Linked DNA regions of Oryzias latipes: region 2 is linked to region 1. The links are chromatin contacts, called in public Hi-C maps. All regions are on one chromosome and are shown on one strand. Each heading gives the region's core, a stretch centred on a gene start, on an enhancer-like site or on the middle of the called end of the contact. The rest is flanking DNA. Distances are from core to core; before and after follow the strand shown. Region 1 holds the start of rtn4ip1 (reticulon-4-interacting protein 1, mitochondrial). Region 2 holds the start of pxdn (peroxidasin homolog).

Evidence for each region. Hi-C and Micro-C count contacts between places; a contact is called where the count stands out from the background.
Region 2: a Hi-C map of embryo shows a contact between it and region 1, with 3 times the contacts expected there. The contact joins the promoter of pxdn here to the promoter of rtn4ip1 in region 1. A contact is called at or near these places in 3 of 5 Hi-C or Micro-C datasets (embryo and fibroblasts).

What each region holds. Positions count from the first base shown.
Region 1 is chr22:20,309,056-20,314,229 of ASM223467v1, reverse strand. It overlaps rtn4ip1 (reticulon-4-interacting protein 1, mitochondrial), which reads right to left and starts at 2,679. Exons shown (of 9, transcript XM_004082677.3): 1 at 2,240-2,679; 2 at 1,983-2,134; 3 at 1-7. The coding sequence starts at 2,519. qrsl1 (glutamyl-tRNA(Gln) amidotransferase subunit A, mitochondrial) reads left to right here and starts at 2,817. Exons shown (of 11, transcript XM_011490621.2): 1 at 2,817-2,922; 2 at 3,582-3,741; 3 at 3,815-3,913; 4 at 3,989-4,085; 5 at 4,212-4,367; 6 at 4,460-4,635. The coding sequence starts at 2,899.
Region 2 is chr22:20,440,232-20,445,850 of ASM223467v1, reverse strand. pxdn (peroxidasin homolog) reads left to right here and starts at 3,971. Exons shown (of 22, transcript XM_023951436.1): 1 at 3,971-4,400. The coding sequence starts at 4,207.

The sequences.
Region 1 (5,174 bases), core at 1,430-3,929:
CCCAGACCTGAGAGGAAACACAGCATCCCCTCAGAACGGCGTTTCTCTGCAGCAGCAGCAGTTCTCAATATTCTGTTTCATTAGCAGGGAAATCTCAACCAGTCTGGAAGCAGAGTAGCACTGAATACAAGGTTTTGGTTTCTAACCAGGATCAATAGACAATATTTGACCAGAAGTCTGTGGAATATTTAAGAACATGGATGGGAGCAGAAACACTCATTCCTCTCACAGCTCCAGTTCAGTTTAGTGATGTGGAGATTGGATCTGCAGAGCGAGCAGCCCGATCAGAATCAAGCAGAGCCAAGCGACGGGGAACGACCTTCCTGAGGTTTGGGGTTTCTGTGACGGATTTCAAAGACCTGAGATGCTTGGGAATGTTCTGTTCTCCAAATGTGAGATTCTTTGTTACCAGACTGACAGGCTGCTACGATCAGTCAGGAGACGGTCAACATGCTGCTCTACTAAACACAGGAGGTGTCCAGGAATCCTGCAGTCTGACGCAAACGTGCCTGCATCACGTTTGGAGCTGCACAGCTGAAACGCCATCAGCTCCGGCTGGTCAAGCCGTCTCAAACTCAGAAATCCTGGAATGACGTCAGAACCACAAGAGCAGCTCAGCTTAGCAGCTCGACGGCGGATTGCAGAGCTCATCCTGCTGCTCTCATCACAGACTTGGTCACCGGTGTAGGTACAAAAACTGTTCGGCCTGCAATAAGTGCTCAGGGGCCTGACACTAATGATGATGTCACACTACGGTAGCCCCACTAGGACAAACTACGTAGCGTGGAGATCTGCTCGGGTTCTACACGTTTTCATTTCACGTTTCCTTTTGTAACCTAAAGTTCTTTTCCCTCATAAGTTGTGTCTGACATTATTCTTTGTAGTGTTTATAGAGAGATCTTGCCACAGCCCACTTTGTAAAAAGATCTGTGGCTGTTAGAATGAACCTGCTGCTCCACAGAGAGAACCGTGTCTCTGATCAGAGCAGCTGGAGTCTCGTAGCTTCGTGTTCGCAGGCAGGGAAGGTGCTTTGTTATAGTGTGCGGTCCGGAGGAGGGTTCTGACCGCAGTCCGTCCGGCCGCTCTGCGTGACGCGAGCGTTTGCAGTCATCTTTAAATTATCAAGATGCCGTTTTTACCCTAAATCTAAGAACCTGTCGCTTTCTAGGACATAGTTTCTGCAGAGCGGCAGGACTTCATAAGAAATTCACCTCTGACTTGCTGTTGACGTGGAAGTATGCCACTACTCATATCCCATCATTGCTTACAGTCCCCCACACCCCCAACCAAACATTAGCAGGACAACAAAAGTGACAATCAGCATCTGATCTATCCAGCCGTCCAGTTCTGATCCAGATTCCAGCTCAGACCAGCAAAACAAAGACGTTCATGGATCTGTTTGTCTGAGAGTGGATGATCAGAAAGGGGCGGATACTTTGGCCCCGCCCACTGTAGGTTGTACGAAACAACTACAAGTTTTTCCAGCTTTTTCGGCTGCTCCTGATTCACAGCAATTTTCATAAATACGCAGAAATGCCGCTTTAATCTTAGTTTACATGTCCTCCATCATGAGAAATGCTACAAGAACATGTTAAACCACCAATAACACCATCTTCATGGGAGTGGCTCTCGAAATACCTGAACTATTCCTAACAAAAGCCATTGAACTGCAGCTTCCTCTTTCTAACATCAACCTTCTGCGTTGCTGCATCGTCTGCAGAGCGGCCTCATGTCTAACGTCACAAACTTTGATTTCCAAGCATGTGTTTCACAAGAACTCAGTCCACCTGTTCCATCTCACCTGCTGGAAACCACCTGTACTGGCTGCTCAGAGGACCTCCACAGCCTCTTAAATGTCTGAAGTGACCTGGGGGCCATGAGGGCTCTGATCCAACAAACAGCATTTTCTAAGAACATTAGAAGTTCTCTCATTTAATGTGTTTCTATCCAATCTTCTGCTTTTTTTCCTTTCTTTTTTTTACCTCATCTCTCTCTTGGAAGTATTTGACCCCCAGGCCGCACTCCATGATGACCCCGGACACATCCCTCCCCAGGATGAGCGGGAACTCACTGCCGGACCGCGAGATGCTGAGAGGATCCCGCTTCATGGAGAGAGTGGCGGCACCGTAACCACCTGGAGGAACCAAAAGCTCAGATTCACCAACACAACCGGTCTGTTCATTCCCTCTGCTTCAGAGATGAAAGGGTTCCGCCTGGCGCGCGTGCCGCGGACGTTTACCTCTCATGCTGACGTCCAGCGGGTTCAGGCCGGCGGCAAACACCTTGACCATCACCTCATTGGGGAAGGTGATGGAAGGGAAGCTGGCGTTCCGAGTGAACCGTAAAACGTCATTGCTGCCGTATTTGTCAATGACCCAGGCAGGCATGACATCCCGGCACCTCCTGGAGGTACTGATCCGCCTGCTCTGGTTCTGGAGTCTGGTAGGGGGGTTGCGCGCGCACGCTTTCCTCAGCGGAACCAGCAGACGCGTGTGCACGAGAATGTTGGCCGAAGTCATATTTACACGTTTCCAAAAAAAAAAAAAAAGTACACGTTTCCAGAGGCGAGGAGGGGGCGTGTCCAGCCACCACTAGCTAACAATCATTGCCTCGAGAAAAGAAAAAAACTTAAATATGTACTTTATGCGTGTTTATATATGTGGTTCGCTTCAGTTCAACGACCTTAGCTTGTGGAGTTTCGCTTCTTCCGTAACCGGCATCCGGACCAATGGTTTGGACAGGAGCTCTGCTCGTCCACCAATCAGAGCACTCGTTCTTCAAAGATTGTCCAATCACCGACGGGGACGTTCGGGGACCGGAAATACCCCAATCAAAATGGCGACTCTCTGGTGCAGCATCCTACTCCGTTCGTAAATGTGAGGTTTTCCCAAACCCAACATGCTCGGCTTGACCTTAAAGGAGGTCAGTATCACTAATCTCTGCTTTTCTGTACATATACACTATTTTAAAAGATGGTAGTTCACTGCGCTCGTGCTTGTTTCATGTAAAATAATGATCCCTGTGGAAACGGCGTGAATTAAAGTATTTATCGTAACTCGATCTCTTGTTTTAAACACTGGATTACATAAATAATAATTCGCCTAAAGTTTTCAGTCCTTAAAGTTTCTCTTACAGCTCAGTTTTGTTGGTCAAAAACGCTACTGAAGCCCACGAGGGACAAACGAGGAAAACCAAAATAACACTGTTCAAACACACTTAAACATCTCTTGTGTGTTTGATCAACGGAGACTGAATCTGACCAGATCAAAGCAGAACATTAAAAACAAAATAAGTATGGAGCTGAATATAAGTGAGATGAAAAAAGGGAAACGGGAGGAAGAAGAAGAGTTTTGTTTTTGTTGGGATATCAGTGCAGCATCACTGTGTGTAAAATAAAAGCTGCTGTTGAACATTCAACACAGAATTCAGAGTATGAGACTGTAAAGGATTTCACCTGAAAGCTAAAGTTGAAATAAAGTCAGCCAGAATGCAGATCTCTGTTTGGTGAGAATGACTGGATGGTCTGCAGGCCGTCGGCATGTGTGCTAGAGGACTTTCAGGTGGTGGTCTTTGGTCCTCAGGTGTCCTTGGCATTCAGGGAGGGAAGAATATCTCCAACTGAGCTTTGCAGGAAGTGTCTAAACCGCATCAAGAAAACTCAACACCTGAACGCGTACATCACTGTGACGGACGAGCTGTCGCTGACGCAGGCCCAGGAGTCTGAAAGGCGGCTGCAGCGAGGTGCACACGCATGAGCCGTGCATGACGTGTCCCACAGAAGCTGCAGGCTCTGGCTCAACCTGTCTGTGTTCAGGTGTCCCTAAAGGTCCGCTTGATGGGGTCCCCTTTGCAGTCAAGGACAACTTTTGCACTAAGAATGTCAGGACCACATGTGCCTCCAGGATGCTGAAAGGTCTGCGAGCTCAGTTCAGCTCCTGTGTTCATCTGTGTCCATGCTTTATTGTTAAGCTGCTCCTGTTTGTCACAGACTATGTTCCACCATTCAACGCTACTGTCGTGCAGAAACTTCTGGACCAAGGGGCCGTTCTGATGGGGAAGACCAACATGGATGAGTTTGCAATGGGGTATTTACTAGTATGTGGTGTATGGGTCATACGGTAGTTACTTTGGACTTTCTTAAGTTTGTAAGTGTGTGCTGGTCCTGAAATGAAATTTGAAGCCGTGTGTGCAGCTGTATGTCTTCCACGCAGGGCGGGCAGTACTGACGGGGCGTTTGGACCTGTGAAGAACCCGTGGAGCTACACGGAGCCCTACAGAACGCTGGCAGGCCCAGAGGCCGACTGGGTCATCGCTGGAGGAAGTTCAGGTGGAAGCGCTGCAGCTGTGGCCTCGCTCACCAGCTACCTGTGAGAAAGCCGCTTTCCAGCTTTATGGAGAACCTGTCAACCCAGCGGCTGTGGTTTAACCAGCGTTCTTGTTTCTGGTGATGTTTCGGCAGAGCTTTAGGATCAGACACGGGTGGCTCCACCCGTAATCCTGGCGCGCTGTGTGGCGTTGTGGCCTTCAAGCCCACTTACGGTCTGCTTTCACGACACGGTCTCATCCCTCTGGTCAACTCCATGGATGTCCCTGGCATTCTGACGCGAAGCGCCGGAGACGCATCCGTGGTTCTAAGTGAGGACATGTGATCACGTTTACACGAAATTTCAGTGCTGAGGCTGATATTAAATCCTGAAATCTCACCAATCATCAAACACTTCAGGCCTTTTCTGGTTAAAAGAAGGTGTACTGATAATGAGAAATAGAATTCTATTGAATGGATTTCATTGTTTGCGATTAGAAACACTAAGGACTCAATTCTGAACCAAGATCTAGACTGTTTTCTAAGTGGATGACAAACGACACTGATGTGGACTTTAAGCTATTTATTTAATACCTTTTACACACTTCTGTCAGTGGATGTGGAGTAGTGAAGGGGCGTTTCTGCATCTAACTGACTGCACCACGTGGGGGTGCACGATATGAGGAAAACTCGCAATATGCGACATTGGTGATTAATATTGCGATATTGATATAATTTGCGGTATATATACAAATATCAAACCAACCAAAAACATAATTTCCATTTCAATGCAACAGGATAAAAATGATACTCCAAATGACCCTCGTCGACGTAGGAGGCAAACATCAAACATAAAAGGGCTCATCTGATT
Region 2 (5,619 bases), core at 2,722-5,221, 130 kb before region 1:
ATTAATGGAGCATCACTGTTGAAAAGTGATTTATAATAATTGTTTCTAGTTCATGCCAGTAGATAGTGAGCCATTCTCCTTCCATCCCACCTCACAGGTGTGCCATAACAAGATGCTGTTATGGAGTCACGATTGCACAGGTGTGCCTTAGACTGGCCACAAGAAAAGGTCACTCTGAAATCTTCAGTTTTGTTTTATTGAGGGGGTCAGGGGACTCAGACAACCAGTCAGTATCTGGTGTGATCACCATTTGCCTCATGAAGTGTGACACTTGTCCTTAGCATAGAGTTGATCAGGTTGTCTATTGTGGCCTGTGGTATGTTGGTCCACTCCTCTTCAATGGCTGTGCGAAGTTGCTGGATATTGGCAGGAACTGGAACACGCCGTCGTATACGCCGATCCAGAGCATCCCAAACATGCTCATTGGGTGACATGTCCGGTGAGTATGCTGGCCATGCAAGAACTGGGATGTTTTCAGCTTCCAAGAATTGTGTACAGATCTTTGCAACATGGGGCCGTGCATTATCATGCTGCAACATGAGGTGATGTTGTTGGATGTACGGCACAACAATGGGCCCCAGAATCTCATCACGGTATCTCTGTGCATTCAAAATGCCATCAATGAAATGCACCTGTGTTCGTCGCCCATAACATATGCCTGCCCATACCATAACCCCACCACCACCACCATGGGCTACTCGATCCACAACATTGACATCAGAAAACCGCTCACCCACACGACGCCACACACGCTGTCTACCATCTGCCCTGAACAGTGTAAACTGGGATTCATCCGTGAAGAGAACACCTCTCCAACGTGCCAGACGCCATCACATGTGAGCATTTGCCCACTCAAGTCGGTTACGACGACGAACTGGAGTGAGGTCGAAACCTCGATGAGGACGACGAGCATGCAGATGAGCTTCCCTGAGACGGTTTCTGATGGTTTGTGCAGAAATTCTGTGGTTATGCAAACCGATTGTTTCAGCAGCTGTCCGAGTGGCTGGTCTCAGACGATCTTGGAGGTGGACATGCTGGATGTGGAGGTCTTGGGCTGGTGTGGTTACACGTGGTCTGCGTTGTGAGGCCAGTTGGATGTGCTGCCAAATTCTCGGAAACGCCTTTGGAAATGGCTTATGGTGGCGAAATGGACATTCAATTCCCTAGCAACAGCTCTGGTGGACATTCCTGCTATCAGCATGCCAATTGCACGCTCCTTCAAAACTTGCGACATCTGTGGCATTGTGTTGTGTGATACAACTGAAGATTTCAGAGTGGCCTTTTCTTGTGGCCAGTCTAAGGCACACCTGTGCAATAATCATGCTGTCTAATCAGCATCTTGGTATGGCACACCTGCGAGGTGGGATGGATTGTCTTGGCAAAGGAGAAGTGCTCACTATCACAGATTTAGACAGATTTGTGAACAATATTTCAGAGAACTGGTTATTTTGTGTATGTGGAAAATGTTTCACATCTTTGAGTTCATATCATAAAAAATGGGAGCAATAACAAAAGTGTTGCGTTTATATTCTTGGTCAGTGTATATATACTGTATATATATATTTGTGCAATCTGGTCCTGGTACACAATTTCCAATAACAAATAGAAAAATAAAAAATAGAAAAGAGAGGTGGTCAATCCAGATAATAAAAACAACAGGCTAAATAAACAACGGGCAATTTGCACTTCAGCAGGATTTCTCCTTCTTTCTGCAATATTTGTATTTTCCTGAAAGATCCCATGTAATGTGAATTTTCTGACTGTATCAGAGAACGGAACTGAGGGAGTGTGACGTCACCCATAGAAAATGCCGTCCACTTCCAACCAAATGAAGTCAATTTATTCACCACCAGATCGCCTCAGTAAGCTATGATGGGTCTGTGTCGGTCTGAATCTAATTGACTGTACGACAGAACTGGACTGAGTGACCCCTCCCCCCTGGCGTTCCTGACAGGAAGTACCTGCTTGTTCCAAGAAGCCAAAATCCCACAGACGTCTATAGAGAAACAATCAGCTGTTACTCTGTCATTCTGTTGGTCAGAATGAACATTCTGGATCTGACACTTTTTATAACATCTTGATAATTCTCTTTTTTTGTCATGTTTCTTTATTGCAAGTACTTGCAGTGAAATGGAGCTGTGGAAGATAAAGCTCGTACAGCATGAAAATACAAGTTTACTCCCATTGTGTCATTTAGATCGTCTGTCTGAAAGCATAGAGGAACGAAGGCCCCCTGTGTTTGAAAAAGACGTCATAAAACATTGAGTTATGGAAAGTAGGCATGAATATAACTAATTCCTACTTAATCTGTCAGTTTACTAAACAGGGAACAGGACGGCATTCTTAGTCCTGACACAAGTTAAAAGTAAGGAAAGTGTTGAAAAGGTTGACATTTTGTCACACCCATCATGACTTTAAAAGTTTGTGTTTCCCAAAGTCGCCAGCAGATGTCAGCAAAGTTCAGCTTCTGGAGAATCTGGTGTATGGAGAGAAAAGACGTGTGTGTATTCTGGCTCTGAACTTGTGTCTGTGTGTGATTTTGGATGTGTGTGTGATACTTGTTTTGTAACGCACACAATACATTTTGTGTGTTCGTGTGTATACTTGTGTATTCACATGAAATACAATTTACGCACAATCAAGTCAAGACTGCAAAGCCCTGCAGAGAGTTGTGCGCTTAGCTGAACGCATTTCAGGATCTGCTCTCCCCTCTCTACATCTACCTCAAACGCTGCAGAAGTAGAGCTGCAAAAATCATCAAAGACTCCAACCACCCCAGTAATCATTCTTTCACTTTGCTGCCATCTGGTAAGCGCTACCGTAGCCTGATGGCAAAGGCCGAGAGACTCAGGAGGAGCTTCTACCCCCAGGCCATCAGGCTCTTAAACTCTAAACGTGTATCTTAATTATTTAAGTCTACAGTTTACATTCATGCACTTTATTTTGCGTTCTATATTTAATTTTACAATACACATTTTTTCTTATTTCATCTTTACATAGCTTTACTTGTGTATATTATGTATATTTTCATCTGTGCTGTTTTCCTTAATTATTTCCACTGTCCCCAGAGCGGACCTGGCGTACATTTCACTACTGGTTGTATTTGCTAAATATAACTTTGTATGTCACAATTAAAAATTCTTGATTCTTGATTTTTGACTTGAAATGACAGCAGCTTAAGACTAACTAGAAATTTAAAACAGCTCCTACAAATCTTGAAATAGAACGCACCAGTCGTCTGATACACAAAACCACATCTACGCACAGATCGGTTACAAGTACACCAGCGGTACTTCTATGCGTTTATATGGCATAAATGTCAAGTTTTTACTAGATTTTATTAACATGACTGTATCAGAGAACTGGACTGAGCAGCTGTAATCTTGCCCATAGAAAAGGCCTCACTCCCGCGAAATGAAGCTAATTCAGTCGCCATTTTTCTGCAATACGGACGTCGCCATGTTGAAACCAGATATCCTCAGTGATTGGCCTGAGTCGCCGTTTCTATGGCACCCACTGTCACCAATCAGGGGTGAGCTTGTTGGAAGTCCACACCCCTTCCTCTTGAGAATCTGTCAATCAAACATTGAGCTGGGGAGAAGCGGGCAGCACATGCTTTTACTGAGATGTCTGATTGGTCAGTTTATAACTTGAACAACAGAAAAACAGCTGGCAGTCGCTCCTCTCTGCCTGCAGGACTAACGCCAGACCCGAGGAGCTCTCCTACTGGGACCCATGTCCGTGCACACTTCACGTGCACGTCAGGGACCTGTGTTACAGACACCATCTAGTCAATGGATGCACGTTTGACAAATCCAGAATAAAAAATGTAGAAAATCACCCATTGTTTGTGTGTTTGCATTGAGCCTGTATGCAGACGCTGCAACAACCCAATTTCCAAGGCTGGGGTCAATAAAGTATCTTGATTTTATCTTAGAAAGTACATAGAATGTGAATATAATATTAATAGAAATGAATTAGAATATAAATAGAAAGCAGAAGCTGCAGGTGTCTCTAACACCTGTGTGCCACCGTGTCTGTCGCCAGGGGTCGCTGCTGCTGCTGCTGCCGCCAGGCTGCAGGCGGAATGAATGGGCCGTCAGGGCGGTTCTGCTGGACTTTGACGGGACGGTGACGCTGCAGCTGCAGGCGCGCGCCACAGAGGGGGGAACGGGGCAGCTGGCGGGCTGTGCTCTGCTCTTAGCAATGGCGGTGTGGACTCGCAGGCTCGGTTCTCCGGGGGTCGTCGCGGCGGCGGCGGTGTTGCTGCTGCTGCTCGCCTGCGGACCGCCGTCCGCGCTTTGCTGCCCGAGCCGCTGCTTGTGCTTCCGGACCACCGTGAGGTGTATGCATCTGAACCTGGAGGCTGTGCCGGCCGTGTCTCCTCTGACCACCATCCTGTGAGTACCCCCCCACCAGTCTGCACGCGCTCTTTTCCACCACGTTCACGCGCGTTTCCGGCGGGTCCCGGTTGAATCCGGTGTGGGAGTCAGCGGGTTCGTTTGGCGGAGTTGAGGAAGTTTGCACAAAGTTGTCATTCACGCTTAAGTGGGTCCAGCCGTGGACCGCAGAGGCTCATGGTCTTCTGGGGGGGGGGGGGGGTCATGAGGTCAGTTTGTGCAGAAACATGCCATCCATGACTGCCTTCAGAATCTCCCAGAGTCTCACCTGTTTTCTTGTTATTGAAGGAAACTGCTTCCTATTTAAAAGGAACCCCGTCTTCACTCTGTGTCTTCCAAACATTTTCTAATCTAATCCAGTGATTTTCAACCTTTTCTGAGCCAAGGGACACTTTCTCCTTAGAAATCCCACACCAGCACCCAAAGAAATTCAAAAAGGAGAAACTCATAGTCTATATTGATGGACAGTCCCTCCATGATCTCACGTGCATTTTTGTGATGATTGTGACAGAAAAAGCTGGAAGTTGCAGCTGTTTTTTCTAAAAGATGTAATGAAAGTTAAGTTAGTTTTCAGTAATAATTTTCAACTAAATTATTTGAAATTTTACCCTGATAGTAGTTTTTTCCTTCAGTTAATTAACATGCAATGTTATGTAACCTCACAAAAAAACAAATATATTCTTTCTTAATAGTGATTTATTTTTTAAACGTTAGTGTAAAGGGAACTGTAATTTTTGAACAATTATATGATCACAAGATGTTTGATACATTTTACACAAAAAAGACTAACATTATATTTCTGTTTTCTGTAGCTACACAAAAAGTGAAAATGTTAAAGTTTTATTAGTTTTTCTTTTGTCTTAATCAAAGATGAAGTCTTTCAAAACTTTAACAAAAATGTTTTATTTCTTTTTAGATGATTAAATTGTTTCAATTTAGTCTAATTGTGTCTGTTGGCCACTTCACCTTAATCCTGTTTATTAAATGTTGTTATTACTTTTTCTTAAGTTTAACACATAAAATAATCCAGACGTTATTAGAAAAGTGTTTCAGTTAGAAAGATGACTTGGAGGAACTAAACTGTTCATCTCTGATTTCATCAAGAAGATTTAAAAACTGTTTGATGTGTGTTCGTTGTGGTTTAAGACGTTTAACAAGGAAGACTCATTGTACGCTGAGACGCTGTCACTTTAACCCGATGCATCATGGGAGATCTAGT